2 separate regions of the Oryctolagus cuniculus genome follow, and region 2 is linked to region 1. A link is a contact called in public Hi-C data. All regions are on one chromosome and are shown on one strand. The core of a region is the stretch at or near the end of the contact, and the rest is flanking DNA. Distances in the headings are between cores, read along the strand shown.

Region 1 (7,609 bases), core at 2,106-4,605:
AAAGTATAAGGTACTTATATATACTTTATATAAAGTATAAAAAATATATATATAAATATATATATACTTTATATAAAGTATAAAAATGATAAAAGCAAAAAGGAATGAAATATAATAAAATAAGCATAAAATGGAGATGATCAATGAGCCAGGGCCAAGATAAAATAGACAAACCTTTTGCAAGACATTTAATTAAAAAAATGAGAGTAGGACCAGCGCCGCGGCTCACTAGGCTAATCCTCTGCCTTGCGGCGCCGGCACACCAGGTTCTAGTCCCGGTCGGGGCGCCGGATTCTGTCCCGGTTGCTCCTCTTCCAGGCCAACTCTCTGCTGTGGCCCGGGAGTACAGTGGAGGATGGCCCAAGTGCTTGGGCCCTGCACCCCATGGGAGACCAGGATAAGTACCTGGCTTCTGCCATCGGATCAGCGCGGTGCGCCGGCCGCAGCACGCCGGCCGCAGCACGCCGGCCGCAGCAGTCATTGGAGGGTGAACCAACGGCAAAGGAAGACCTTTCTCTCTCTCTCTCACTGTCCACTCTGCCTGTCAAATAAATAAATAAATAAAAATTTTAAAAAAATGAGAGTAGAGGCTAGCATTTGGTGTAGTGGTTAACGTGCCACTCAGGATGCCAGTACCCCCCTCCAGAGTGTCTGGGTTTGGGTCCTGACTCCACTTTCAAATGCCAGCTTCCTGCTAACGCACACCCCGGGGAGGCAACAGACAATGGTTCAAGTACTTGGGTTCCTGGCACCTACCTGGGATGCCTGGATTGAGTGGCTTCTGGCTTGGGCCTGGCTCAGCCCTGGCTGTTGCAGGCATTTGGGGAGTGCCAATCCAAAACCAGGAGCCAGGAGCTTCTTCCAGGTCTCCCACGCAGAGGCCCAATCACTTGGGCCATCTTCTACTGCTTTCCCAGGCCATATCAGAGAGCTGGATTGGAAGTGGAGCAGCTGGGACTTGAACTGGTGCCCTTATGAGATGCTGACACTGCAGGCCGGGGCTTTAACCCACTGTGCCACAGCGCCGGCCCCAGAACACTGCCTTCTGATGTGTCCTCCTGTGTGCCCCTTTCCTTCCTCGCCCTGCTTCCTCATCATGTAGATCCTTAGCTTGATTTTAAAAAAATGTCTGTACTTTCATCATATATCTGTGCATCTCTAAACAAAATAGTATTTAGTTTACTTGTTTAGGCTGTATAACAGTGACATCATGACTTCAAGTTCTGCAACTTGCCTTTTTATGCATTATATGCTGTGATTATATATTATACATAGTTGTGTATTTATTATGTAGCAGTGAGTCCGGCGCCGTGGCTCACTAGGCTAATCCTCCGCCTTGCGGCGCCGCCACACCGGGTTCTAGTCCTGGTCCAGGCGCGAGATTCTGTCCCGGTTGCCCCTCTTCCAGGCCAGCTCTCTGCTGTGGCCAGGGAGTGCAGTGGAGGATGGCCCAAGTACTTGGGCCCTGCACCCCATGGGAGACCAGGAGAAGCACCTGGCTCCTGCCATCGGATCAGCGCGGTGCACCGGCCGCAGCGTGCTGGCCGCGGTGGTCATTGGAGGGTGAACCAACGGCAAAGGAAGACCTTTCTCTCTGTCTCTCTCTCTCACTGTCCACTCTGCCTGACAAAAATAAAAATAAAAATAAAAATAAATAAAAAAATACTATGTAGCAGTGACTGATTCACTCTGGAAATATCACTGACCATTCTCCTATCATTGCATGGTGGCATCCCATATTTCCGTATTGTAAATATTAGTTCAGTGAGCATTCATATCAGTGTGCAAAAATGTCTCTGCAATATATCTAGCTCCGTTTTCCATAATACTGCTCCTTGGCTTTGCAGGCAATGCACACTCCATTTGTGTATATGTGACATAGACCCTCTATCAGCCTTTGTACTTTTGTACTTACCAACCATTCTGGGCTCACTTATTAATTTTAATAATTTATAAATTATTTTGGTATTTCTGTGCACTTAATTATATTCACTGCCAATAACGACAATGCTGTTTTTTTCTCTCTCCTTATATGAGTGTCTGGCTTACCCTGGCCTTATCGAGCAGTCAGGATGTTAGAGACAGCTTCATCTTTTTCTGCTCTTAAAGGAACAATAGTTACAATGATTTACCATTAGGAATGATGACTAGAGGGGCCAGCGCTGTGGTGCAGTGGGTTAACCTGACATCTGCAGCACCAGCATCCCCTGTGGTCACTGGTTTGAGTCCCAGCTGCTCCACTTGCAATCCAGCTCCCTGCTAATGTGCCTAGGAAAGTATTGGAGGATGGCCCAAAGTGCTTAGGCCTCTGCACCCATGTGGGAGACCATGAAGAAGCGCCTGGCTTTGGCTTGGCCCAGCCCTGGTCATTGTGGCCATTTAGGGAATGAACCAGCAGACAGAAGATCTCTCTCCTCTTTCTATCTCTTCCTCTCTCACTGTAACTCTGACTCTCAAGTAAATGAATAAATCTTTAAAAAATGATGACTGAGGCCAACGCTGTGGTGCAGTGGGTGAAGCCTCTACCTGCAATGCTGGCATCCCTTATTGGAGTGCTGGTTCAAGTCCCGGCTTTCTGCTTCCAAATGCAGCTCCTTGCTAATGCACCTGGGAAAGCAGCAGAAGATGGTCCAAGTGCTTGGGCCCCTGCATACCCGGAAGAAGTTCCTGGCTCCTGCCTGGCGCAATCTAGGCAGTTAGAGCCATGTGGAGAGTGAACCAGGAGCTTCATCCCGGTCTCCCATATGAATTGTAGGGGCCCAAGCACGTGGGCCATCTTCCACTGCTTTCCCAGACCATTAGCAGGGAGCTGGATCCGAAGTGGAGCAGCTGGGATTCAAACCAGTGCCTATATGGGATGCCAACACTGCAAGCATGAGCTTAACCCATTATGCCACAGCGCTGGCCCCATTTCATTCTCTTTAATAGCTGCTCACTACTCAAGCTTTATTGACACAGCATTGATAAACTATCCTTTTCTGGAAATATTCCTTACACGCTTTCTGACACATTCATGTCACCTTTGTAGTCTCCATATCTACTACCTTCTTCTGCTCTGCCTTCTTATTCATTGCTTATTTATTCGTGATGCTTCTTTTTCAAGTGGTGTCTTGGCCATTTGGGGAATGAACCAGTGCATGGAAGACCTCTGTCTCTCTCTGCCTCTCCTTCTCTCTCTGTGTAACTCTGACTTTCAAATAACTAAATAAGTCCTTTTTTTTAAAAAAAAAAAAAAGGTAGTGTTCCATTTCTTAAACTGTACGGTGAGTTTCCAACTAGCATTTTATATTGCAAGTTTTCTTTTCCTGAGTATTAAACCTATTTAAGGGCCATGCACTTTCCCTTTTTCACCACTACGCGGCAGGCTAGGACGTCTGGACAGTAAGCCTGGTCTGGGAAAGGCTGGGGAGAATGCATAGGCCTAACCCGCCATGTTTCTGTAGCATTCTTCTAATTCCCCCACACGGGCGATGGTTCGCAGAGTATTAAATGTACCGCACACCAGCCCAGGTGGGCATCTTTGCAGCCCCGTGGCCAGATGTTCTGTTTTTTCTTTTCGCCTGGTTATGTCACCGTTTTTGCAAACTTAGAAAGTTTGTCTGCTTCATGGCCCATTCCTATTTCTCAGTTTCCCAGGGTGTTTGTTCCTAAATTGCCAAGGGCACGAGGGTGGTGATGTGGCCTCTTCCTGGCTGCTGCTCATGAGATGCCTCCTTTCACCTGTATTGATTTGGGGCTTTTTTTGGGGGGGGGGATTTATTTATTGGGGCTGGTGCTGTGGCGCAATGGGTTAACACCCTGGCCTGAAGCGCCGGCATCCCATATGGGTGCCAGTTCAAGATCCAGCTGCTCCACTTCCAATCCAGCTCTCTTCTGTGGCCTGGGAAAGCAGTGGAAGATGGCCCAAGTGCTTGGGCCCTGCACCCACGTGGGAGACCTGGAAGAAGCTCCTGGTTCCTGGCTTCGGATTGGCCCAGCTCTGGCTGTTGTGGCCAATTGGGGAGTGAACCAGCAGATGGAAGACCTCTCTCTCTCTCTCTCTCTCTCTGCCTCTCCTCCTCTCTTCAATAAATAAATAAATAATTCTTTATTTATTTATTTTAAAGTCAGAGTTACACAGAGAGAGGAGGAGAGGCAGAGAGAGAGGTCTTCCATCCTTTGGTTCACTCCCCAAATGGCCACAATGGCTGGAGCTGCACCAATCCGAAGCCAGGGGCCAGGAGCTTCTTCCAGGTCTCCCACGTGGGTACAGGGGCCCAAGGACTTGGGCCATCTTCCACTGCTTTCCCAGGCCACAGAAGAGAGCTGGATTGGAAGTAGAGCAGCCGGGTCTTGAACAGTGCCCATTTGGGATGCCGGCACTGCAGCCGGTGGCTTTACCGCTACGCCACAGCACCGGCCCCGGGGCTGTTTTTCAGCACCAGCGTTAGAACTTCTGCTTGGTGAATATTTGGATGACATTGTTTTAGAGAGCTGTATGTAAAGTTTTAGTAACAAGCAATGTTAAAACATCACCACGAGAGTTACCAAAATCGTTCATAGGAATCCTGGTGCCAGAGGCCAGCATTGTGGTGTAGTGGGTTAAGCCATGGCCTGCCCTGCCGGCATCCATAGGGGCACTGCTTCCAGCACCCTGCCAATGAGCCTGAGAAAGCAGAGGAAGATGACCAAGTGTTTGGGCCCCTGTACCCACGTGGGAAACCTGGAGGAGCTCCTGCCTCCTGGCTTCCGCCTGGCCCAGCTCTGGCTGTTGTGGCCATATGGGGAGGGAACCAGCAGATGGAAGACCTCTCTGTCTGTCTCTCCCTCTCTCTGTAACTCTGACTTTCAAATAAATAAACAAATCTTAGACTTTTTTTACAGAAAAATGTTAAATGCTACAGAAACACAGGGGTACTTCCAAAAAAGAAATTGTGGTAACACATAATGTGTTCATGTGACATGACTGGTGTGGTATTGACAGCTGTGGGTAGGAATTTCTGGTTCAGCAGTCACCGACTTTCACTAAGGGACAGCACGGGCGGTACCCCAGCCACCTGCTTCCCTTGGCAATCCCTGGGTCCGCCCAGCCCCTAGCCTAGCACCAATCACCCTGACCCTCTGCAATGAGCCGTGAAGGCAGTGTGAACACACCCTGGACCTCTCCGCTGCGGGCCGGCCACCCACCTCACCCCACTGTGTCCCCACTCTGGCCAGGGACGATTGGGGGAAGGGCTGTGTCTCCTCTTCTGTCTCCATGAGGTTTGGGGTATTTTTCTTGTGTCTTGGACTCCGATTAAAATGAAAATGATTGGTTTCTCAAAACAAACAAACAAACAAAACAAAAAAGCCACTTGAATTTGAAGACAGTATTGGAAAAAAAATAGCCAGACGTCTCAATGATTTTTTTGAATATTGATTGAGTTTAAGTATTGATTAACGTTGACATGCTTCTTTCGGGATGCTGGTTAAATAAAATGCTTCATAAACATTGCTTTGAACGGCTCCTTTTCACTTTTCAGAAAATGAGAGTACGGCCAAATTTAAAGGCCTGTGTGGTGGTTTGCCTCGCGCAGGGCAGCGGGTGCGGAAGTCAGGACCCGGGCGCGGGACTGCGGCGCATGGTGCAGCGCGGTGGTCCTGCGGGCTCCGTGTTCGCAGGTCCTCGCGCTTGATTTAACCCTCGGCTGTCACTGCCTGGAAGTCCTTTGAATCTGAGCTTTGCTAAGCGAAGCCTCACTGCGCAGTGCAGCACGCCCACGCGCGGTCCCTGCTCCCGCCGCCTCCCGCAAGGCACCGGCGGCCGTTCCTCCCCAGGGAAGAGCCAGGTGCGCGCCCCCGCCAAGGCCACGCGTGGTGTGCTCGGGCGGCCACGCGGGGTCCTCTCCACCCCGACTAGGGAGCTCGCGGCGAGCTTGGCTCTGGGACCGGGACTGCCGGGTGGACTTTCCCAGACCTGGGGGCGCGGGGCTCAGAGCTGCGGGGCGGATGCACTGGCCCCCGGGAGCCGCCGCGTGCAGGAGGAGCTTGGCGCTGGGGTCTCCTACAGGACCTGTGTGAGTTTGGTGATGGCGATGTTTAAATTTAAACCTGGGCTGCAACAACCTGGTAAAATTCGCGAGGGTAATTTAATTTTTTTAAAAAATTTGTATTTATTTTAAAGACGGAGTTACACAGAGGCAGAGAGAGAGAGAGAGAGAGAGAGAGAGAGAGAGAGGTTTTCCATCTGCTGGTTCACTCCCCAAATGGCCGATCCGAAGCCAGGAGCCAGGAGCTTCTTTCAGGTCTCCCACGTGGGTGCAGGGCCCAAGCACTTGGGCCATCCTCCACTGCTTTCCCAGGTGCATTAGCAGGGAGTTGGAAAGGAAGTGGAGCAGCCGGGTCTTGAACTGGCGCCCATAGGGACACCAGCGCTGCAGACTGTGGCTTTAACCCACTGCACCACAGTGCCAGCTCCTCTTTTAATTTTTGAAATGACATATTTTTAATTTAATTTATAATCTCTAAGTTTTACAACTACAAACTTTAAAAGGAGATAAAGTGGATCTTAATCTTTTTCTCCCAGGAGGCAACTTAATTTCTGTAAAGCTGACTGCTCTTTGCAGCAGCCTGGGTTATTGGGATAATAGGAAGGAGAGAGGACACTTGGCCAAGCCATTAAATTCTGCAAAAAAAATTTTTTTAAATATTTATTTATTTGAAAGTCAGAGTTACACAGAGAGAGGAAAGGCAGAGAGGTCTTCCATCTGCTGGTTCACTCCCCAACTGGCCATAATGGCTGGAGCTGCTCTGATCCCAAGCCAGAAGCCGGGAGCTTCTTCTGGTCTCCCACACGGGTGCAGGGGCCCAAGGACTTGGGCCATCCTCTACTGCCCTCCCAGGCCATAGCAGAGAGCTGGATCAGAAGTGGAGCAGCCAGGACTCAAACCAGCACCCACATGGGGTGCTGGCACTTCAGGTGGCAGCTTTACCCACTATGCCACAGCGCCGGCCTCAAATTCTGCAAACTTATGATGATCTGATCACCATAGGTAAGGGGACTGCTACTTCAGACAGCAGACACTTACAACTCTGACACCTGTATGAATGTGGTGTTTTAGGTGGACTTTGATGCTTGTGCCCAGTAACAATATTGTGAGTAGGTGGTATTATTAGGCCTATTTTTAAAGAATTAATGAGTATTTAGAAGTTTTTAGAAATTTATTTCATGGCCGGCACTGTGGTATAGTGGGTAAAACCGCTGCCTGCAGTGCCAGCATCCCATATGGGTACCAGTTCTAGTCCTGGCTGCTCCACTTCCGATCCAGCTCTCTGCTGTGGCCTGGGAAAGCAGTAGAAGATGGCCAAGTGCTTGGGCCCCTGCACCCACATGGGAGACTCAGAAGAAGCTCCTGGCTCCTGGCTTCGGGTTGGCCAGCTTCAGCGGTTGTGGCTATTTGGGGAGTGAACCAGAGGATAGATGACCTCTCTCTCTCTGTGTGTGTGTGTGTGTAACTCTTCCTTTCAAATAAATAAATCTCTTTTTTTAAAAAAAGAAACTTATTTCCTTTTTATTTAAAAAGCAGAGAGAGAGGGAGAGGGAGAGAGAGAGAGAGAGAGTGCGCGCATGTGAGCTTCCATTTGCTGCTTC
Region 2 (7,609 bases), core at 2,863-5,362, 48 kb after region 1:
CACCCCGACCAGATTAGAACCCGGTGTGCCGGTGCCACAGGCGGAGGATTAGCCTAGTGAGCCGAGGCGCCGGCCAATAAATCTTAAAAAAAAATTCTGACCTACCTTGGATTTACTTTGATATAAGGTTCTAGCTATCTAAGGGCCTTTTAATTATTTCTCACTGATTTGAATTATAAACGAAATTCCCACAATGTCACTGGATCTTTTTCTAGTTGGTTTAAAGCTCGGGAATATCATCTGTGTTCAACTACCAGCTCTACCACTTACTAGCTCTGTGACCTTGGGCAAGTTGCTTTTCAATCAGGCCGCAGTTTTTGTAAATTGGGACAATAAGATTCTCTAACTTGGGCTGTGATGAGCAAATGAGAATTATAATACTTACCTAGTGTCAGAGGGAAGTACCTGGTAGATGCTTATTAGGATTGGTTAGTTGGGCTAGTATCTCTTCATTTGTTTTTGTTTGTTTTTGGTGGTGGTGTGTTTCTTTTTCTGGATGAATTTTGGTGTCATTTTATCATGGTGAAGTATTTTGTTTAGCATCGGCTTTATTTCTTGACATCTCTACAGTTCTGAGCTTTTTCTTTCAACGATTTATTTATTTGAAAAGGACACAGAGAGAGCGGGCACAGACAGAGATCTTCTGTCTGCTGGTTCTCTCCCAAAATGGCTTCAACTGCTGGGACTGGGCCAGGCGGAAACCAGGAGCAAGAAGTTTCTTCCGGGTCTCCCACGTGAGTGCAGGGGCCCAAGGACTTGGGCCGTCTTCCACTGCTTTCCCAGGCCATAGCAGAGAGCTGGCTCCGAAGAGGAGCAGCCGGTACTCGAACTGGTGCTCTGGTATGGGAAGCCGGTGTCACAAGCAGCAGTTTAACCTGCTGTGCCATAGGCTGGTCCCGGTTCTGAGTCTTTTAATTCAAAAGCAAGATATTTTCATTTAGTCAAGTCTTTTATGTCTTCGAAGGTTTTGAAAAAAAAATTTTTTTTTTTGACAGGCAGAGTGGACAGTGAGAGAGAGAGAAAGGTCTTCCTTTTGCCGTTGGTTCACCCTCCAATGGCCACCACGGCCGGCGCACCGCGTTGATCCGATGGCAGGAGCCAGGAGCCAGGTGCTTTTCCTGGTCTCCCATGGGGTGCAGGGCCCAAGCACCTGGGCCATCCTCCACTGCACTCCCTGGCCACAGCAGAGGGCTGGCCTGGAAGAGGGGCAACCGGGACAGAATCTGGCGCCCCGACCGGGACTAGAACCCGGTGTGCCGGCGCCGCAAGGCGGAGGATTAGCCTAGTGAGCCGCGGCGCCGGCTGAAATTTTTTTAAATGAAAATCAGATGTCTTTATTTTCATTGTTTATATTGGTATATATGTGTCTAAATGTCAGCGTTATTTTACAAAGTCCTTTAATGATGACTTTTTTTTTTTTTTTTAAGATTTTTGTTATTTGAGAGGCAGAGTTACAGGCAGTGAGAGGGAGAGACAGAGAGAAAGGTCTTCCTTCTGCTGGTTCACTCCCCAAATAGTCGCTACAGCCAGAGCTGCACCGATCCGAAGCCAGGAGCCAGGAGCTTTCTTCTAGGTTTCCCACGCAGGTGCAGGAGCCCAAGCGCTTGAGCCAGGCCATTGCAGAGAGCTGGATCGGAAGAGGAGCAGCTGGGACTAGAACCAGCAGCCACGTGGGATGACAGCGCTGTAGGCAGAGGATTAACGCCCTGTGCCGGCCCCGACTTTTTTTTTTCTAAGAATATTTTTCAGTTGCTTCTTTTGGATGTCCCAGATACACTCATCATCATTTATGTGTCATGATAAAATCTTGCCTTTTCAGTCGTCACACCTGTGTGTGTGTGTGTGTGTGTGTGTTTTGTTTTGGCCAAATTACTGCCTGTCAAAACAAACAAAGATTGCCAGGAGAGTATTAAATGGTGGTCTTAGAGCACATGCTTGGCACATGCTTGTTTTGAATTTAGATTTTTTGGGTAGCCATTCCAGTCTATCTAAAGATCGTAACTGTGTAGTGTAACCCTCTCTCTCTCGCTGTGTCTCTCTATTTATTTCTTTGAAATGCAGAGTTACAGAGAGGCAGGGAGAGAGAGGTCTTCCATCTGCTGGTTCACTCCCCAGATGGCTGCAATGGCCAGAGCTGTGCTGATCCGAAGCCAGGGTCCGGGAGCTTCTTCCTAGTGTCCCACGTGGGTACAGGGGCCCAAGGACTTGGACCATCTTCTACTGCCTTCCCAGGCCATAGCAGAGAGCTGGATGGGAAGTGGAACAGCTGGGACTTGAACCAGCATCCATATGGGATGTTGGCACTGCAGGTAGTGGCTTTACCTGCTACACCACAGTGCTGGTCCCAACCCTCTCATTTTATAAGCAAAGATATGGACCAGAAAGTGACTCGTGCATCCAGGTCCACATCAGGACTGCGTGTCAGAGCTGGGAGTAGGCTGTGGGTGGTAACCCTCCCAGAGTGCTCTCACTGCCTGGCGGCAGTACCTGGCTGACTACAGGAAGTGCCCCCTATAGGTTGCAGAGCCTGGCTTTTCTTAGTAAGACCGCAGGCTCTCGGGCTCACCGGCACACAGAAACGGACAAGAGGCCCATGTGTGGTGGGAGCTTGTTCTTGAGCACAAGGGAGTAGCCTAGCGTGAAGAGGCCCCACTGGCTGCTTGGATGGCGGAGCTGGGTGGGGCCTTTGGTCAGATAGGGGGCTTGGCAGGTCCCCTCACACTCAGGGCACCCCCATCTGCACCCAGCCTGGAATTCTGGCTCATCACCCTCAGCTTTGTGCTTTGGGTGCACCCAGGCCGGTTCTGTGCAGGCTTGGTTCTTACTGCACATGACAATCTCAAAATGGGGGTGTTGCTCACTGCCTCACCCCGGGAAGGATATGTATTAGTTACATTGGGCTATTCCGGGCACGTGTGTAGGTTAGGGAAGGCCCCCACAGGGCAGTGTGGGGCCTTTGCAGGTAGGGTCTGGCTGTTTCTTGGGCCTCATTGATTTGAGACTAGATGGATACATACCATGGGAGGGAGTGAGGGCTGGAATTTGTGAATCCTACTTTTCTTTTTGTAAAGTTTTATTTATTTGAAAGACAGAGTTACACAGAAGGATGGAGAGAGAGAGAGAGAGAGAGAGACAGAGAGAGAGAGAGAGAGAGAGAGAGAGAGATCTGTCTACTGAGTCACTCCCCAAATGGCCTCAATAGCCAGTGCTGGGCCAGGCCGAAGCCAGGTCTCAAATGGGTGCAGGAGCCCAAGCGCTTGGCCCCTCCTCTGCTGCCTTCCCAGGCGCATTAACAGGGAGCTGGATCAGAAGTAGAGCAGCCGGGTCTCGAACCGGCACCCCTTTGGGATGCCACAGTGCTGGCCCCTGTGAATTCTGTTTCTATCCTGTCTCAAGATGACCAGACTAAAGAAAATGCTGGTAATAGTATATTTTGGCAGATAATTTGATTCAGGAAATTTTGATACAAGAGGTGGGAATATCAAGTGTTTCACAAAACCTTAGCTTGTTGGCAAGTTTAGAAAACTATTTCCAAATTGCCCAAGCTTTTACAATTTGATGTGCTCCATCCATCCAAGAGGAGAACTGGGTTGTTCTCTTGCCTCAACCAGTGAGAACAAACGTGGGAGCCCTTAGTGGGCACCTGCGTGCCAGGCTATGTGCCAGGGGTGTGCAGCGACAGTAAGGCAGATGGTCTCTGGCCCTGTTTGAAACCTAATTTTCTGGTTTTTGTCAAATTTTAATTTCTCAAACATTTGCAAGTATATATATATGTGTGTGTGTGTATGTGTGTATATATACATATATGTATTTTTTATGAAGTCTTGGGCCACCCTCTGGAAACATTTCAGAGCACTGAGTTGTTTCTTGCACATTTTTTTTAAAAAGTGCAGTCTGAGGGCGATTAGAACAAAGCCAAGCAAGACTGACCAGGAACCATGTACCCTTCCCTTTTTTTTTTTTTGTTTTCAAGAATTATTTTGCTCATAGCCTATTTTGAGCCTGGCGAGCTTGCTGGGTAGAGTTCAGCCTGTGTCTTGCTGGGCGTTTCAGAGCCCAGGCGCAAGGCTCCTAACCCTGTCTCCACGCCGAGCCGGGGAAGCCGGCCGTGCCTGTTTCGGTTTCAGTTCTGGAACACGCTGTCGCACTTCAGTGTGATGCCAGAAGTGGCAGCCTGGACAGTGACAGGAGAGCTCTCTGCGGATCATGTTGTGCTCAGTGAAGCTGACTCCCCTTGGAGAAGCAGCTGCTTGATGTTAATGCTAATGTGATGTTTGAATTAATTCTAAGTTGTAGGAAATCGTGCAGACTACAGGGCCGGTAGCGCTCTAGCTGCAGGTGAAACCAAAGGCGGGGGGGGGGGCCCACGGCTGCATGAAGTCAGCCCAGGGCTGAGACGTGGTTGCAGTGAGTCATCGCACCAGGAAAGGAGCGTGGTACAGCCTGCTGCTTCTATTACAGGTTGTTTGGCATCCTGGGCTGGAAGCCAGAAGCCAGGGGAACTGACTTCCTGTGTCTTGCGAGGGTATGCCACTAGAAACTCTGGAATACAAGGGTGCTTCAGAAAGCAATTGGAAATGGAATTAAAAGATATTTATTTTGGTGCAAAAACAATTCAAAAATCCATGCATAGCTTTTTCATAATACATAGTTTACATGAACGTTTTGAAGATCCTTTGTATGCATGGATTTCACTGTTTTTTGGCACCAAAATGAACTTTTTAAAGATTGATTTATTTATTTGAAAGGCAAAGTTACAGAGAGGCAGAGGTAGAAAGAGAGAGATGGCCAGCGCCGCGGCTCACTAGGCTAATCCTCCGCCTGCGGCGCTGGCACATCGGGTTCTAGTCCCGGTCGGGGCGCCGGATTCTGTCCCAGTTGCCCCTCTTCCAGGCCAGCTCTCTGCTGTGGCCCGGGAGTGCAGTGGAGGATGGCCCAGGTCCTTGGGCCCTGCACTGGCATGGGAGACCAGGAGGAAGCACCTGGCTCCTGGCTTCGGATCAGTGCGGTGTGCCGGCCACAACACACCAGCTGTAGCAGCCATTGAAGGGTGAACCAACGGTAAAGGAAGACCTTTCTCTTTGTCTCTCTCTCAGTGTCCACTCTGCCTGTCAAAAATAAAAAATAAAAAAAGAGAAGTCTTCCATCCCCTGGTTCACTTCCCAAGTGGCTGCAATGGCTGGAGCTGCCCCGATCCAAAGCCAGGAGCCAGGATCCTCCTCTGGGTATCCCACATGGGTGCAGGGGCCCAAGGAGTTGGGCCATCTTCCACTGCTTTTCCAGGCCATAGCAGAGAGCTGGATGGGAAGTGGAGCAGCCGGGACTCGAACCGGTGGCCATATGGGATGCCGGCACTGCAGGTGGCGGCTTTTTTTTTACGCCACAGTGCCGGCCCCCCAAAATGAACTTCTTTTTAAAATATTTATTTATTTGAAAGAGTTACACAGAGGAGAGGTAGAGAGAGAGAGGGGTCTTCCATCCACTTGTTCACACCCCAAATGGCTGCAAAGGTCAGAGCTGCGCCAATCTGAAACCAGGAGCCAGAAGGCTCCTCCAGGTGGGTGTAGGGTCCCAAGGATTTGGGCCATCTTCTACTGCTTTCCTAGGCCATAGCAGAGAGTGAAGTGGAGCAGCCGGGTTTCTAACCAGCGCCCATATGAGATGCCGGCGCTTCAGGCCAGGGTGTTAACCCGCTGCACCCCAGCGCCGGCCCCCAAAATGAACTTTTAATTTCATCTTCCATGGAGGTTTGAAGTCTACTTGACCTGTTGGAGGTGAGGGTAATCTTGCAGAGACCTCCAAGGAAGGAGGGGTCCTAGAAGCTCCTCATGTCCTAAGCTCAGTACCTCTCTGCTGTGTTCACGTTAGCACTTAGCCCTTCCACCTGTGTAGCTGTCTTGTTAGGAAACCACTTTCCTGGGGCGGGTTCTGGCACAGCCGTTACAGCGCCACTGGGGACACCCACGTTCCATATTTGCAGTGCCTGGATTTGCGTCTCGGCTCCCCTTTCAATTCAAGCTTCCCGTGAATGAAGACCATGGAAGGCAGCAGGTGACAGCGGAAGCAGTTGGGTCCCTGTCACTGATGAGGGAGACCCGGATTGAGTTCCGGGCTCTTGGTCAGCCTGGTTCAGCCCCTACCTTTCGGTGCATTTGGGGAGTGAACTGGCGAATGGAAGATCTCTGTGTCTCTCTGCCTTTCAAAAAAACAGAAACAAAAACAAAACAAAACAAAAACCACACCCCACCTCCCTTACTGAAGCACATCTAGAAAGGCCGATGTTTCAAATGTAGGATCCACACATTGCCGAAGGGCCGCTGGTTAAGAAACTGACACTGAAGATTAGGAAATACCAGAAGATCGTTGCTCCTGTTGGTTTAACGTGTTTAGAATTGGATCTGTGAAGTCTGGAGTGGGATCCAGGAGTCCATGGGACCCTGCTGAGAACCTCAGCTTGGATGCCCCTGAGCCTGCACGCCCGCGTCCTCCGATGCCAGAAGATAGCAGTGCGCTTGTCTGGGTTTCTGTGCCGCTCTCAGGTGGCCCTGCAGAACCTAGGCCCCTGGAGGACCTGTCCCCGTCATGGGTGCAGGCTCTGCTAGAGGCCCCAGAGGACGGAGTCAGCCATGCAACCGTAGGGACACCTTGCACATCTTTTACAGCTCCTTATTGGAGGTCTGTCTCTGCCACAGTGACCTGGAACTTAGAAATCCTCACCACCCAAGAGCCGCTTTTTGTTTTTTAAAGATTTATTTATTTATTTAAAAGAGGCTCACTAGGCTAATCCTCCACCTTGCAGCGCCGGCACACCAGGTTCTAGTCCCGGTTGGGGCAACGGATTCTGTCCCGGTTGCCCCTCTTGCAGTCCAGCTCTCTGCTGTGGCCAGGGAGTGCAGTGGAGGATGGCCCAAGTGCTTGGGCCCCTGCACCCACATGGGAGACCAGGAGAAGCACGTGGCTCCTGGCTTCGGATCAGCGCGGTGCGCCGGCCGCAGCGCGCAGGCCATGGTGGCCATTGGAGGGTGAACCAACGGCAAAAAGGAAGACCTTTCTCTCTGTCTCTCTCACTATCCACTCTGCCTGTCAAAAAAAAAAAAAAAAAAAAAAAAAAGAAAAAAAAGAAAAAAAAAAAGAGTTACACAGAGAGAGGAGGAGATGCAGAGAGAGAGAGAGAGAGAGAGAGAGAGAGAGAGAAAGAGTCCACCCCCGCTGGTTCACTCCCCAAATGGCCACAACAGCCGGAGCTATGCTGATCCGAAGTGAGGAGCCAGGAGCTTCTTCTGTGTTTCCCAAACAGGTGCAGGGGCCCAAGGACTTGGGCCATCTTCTTCTGCTTTCCCAGGCCATAGCAGAGAGCTGGATCGGAAGTGGAGCAGCCAGGACTGGCGCCCATATGGGATGCAGGCACTGCAGGCAACGGCTTTACCCGCAATGCCACAGCACCAGTCCCTGTATTGCATTTTTTTTTTCCATTCATAGGATTGTTTATTCAGAGCTGTCTCTAGACTGTAGCCAATCTGACCCAAGCTCCATTGGCTCCATCCTGGGCATTGTGACCTTGGCAAGAATCTGCAGAGGCACCAGTGTTCCCTTAAACAGGCACCGACGA

The links. Hi-C and Micro-C count contacts between places; a contact is called where the count stands out from the background.
Region 2: a contact with region 1 is called in a Hi-C map of embryonic fibroblasts, with 6 times the contacts expected there. The contact joins two enhancer-like sites. A contact is called at or near these places in 5 of 6 Hi-C or Micro-C datasets (ear pinna, embryonic fibroblasts, psoas muscle and 2 more).

Annotation. Positions count from the first base shown.
Region 1 is chr12:91,010,091-91,017,699 of mOryCun1.1, forward strand. The region is part of intron 1 of CALML4 (calmodulin like 4); the gene reads right to left. Among named protein-coding and RNA genes, the nearest start is that of CLN6, 17 kb to the left of the region's middle. Within about 2 kb of position 3,356, at least 1 of the 8 cell types and tissues checked has an H3K27ac peak or open chromatin away from gene starts, as enhancers often do.
Region 2 is chr12:91,057,764-91,065,372 of mOryCun1.1, forward strand. All of the region lies in intron 1 of CALML4 (calmodulin like 4), which reads right to left. Among named protein-coding and RNA genes, the nearest start is that of FEM1B, 25 kb to the left of the region's middle. Within about 2 kb of position 4,113, at least 4 of the 8 cell types and tissues checked have an H3K27ac peak or open chromatin away from gene starts, as enhancers often do.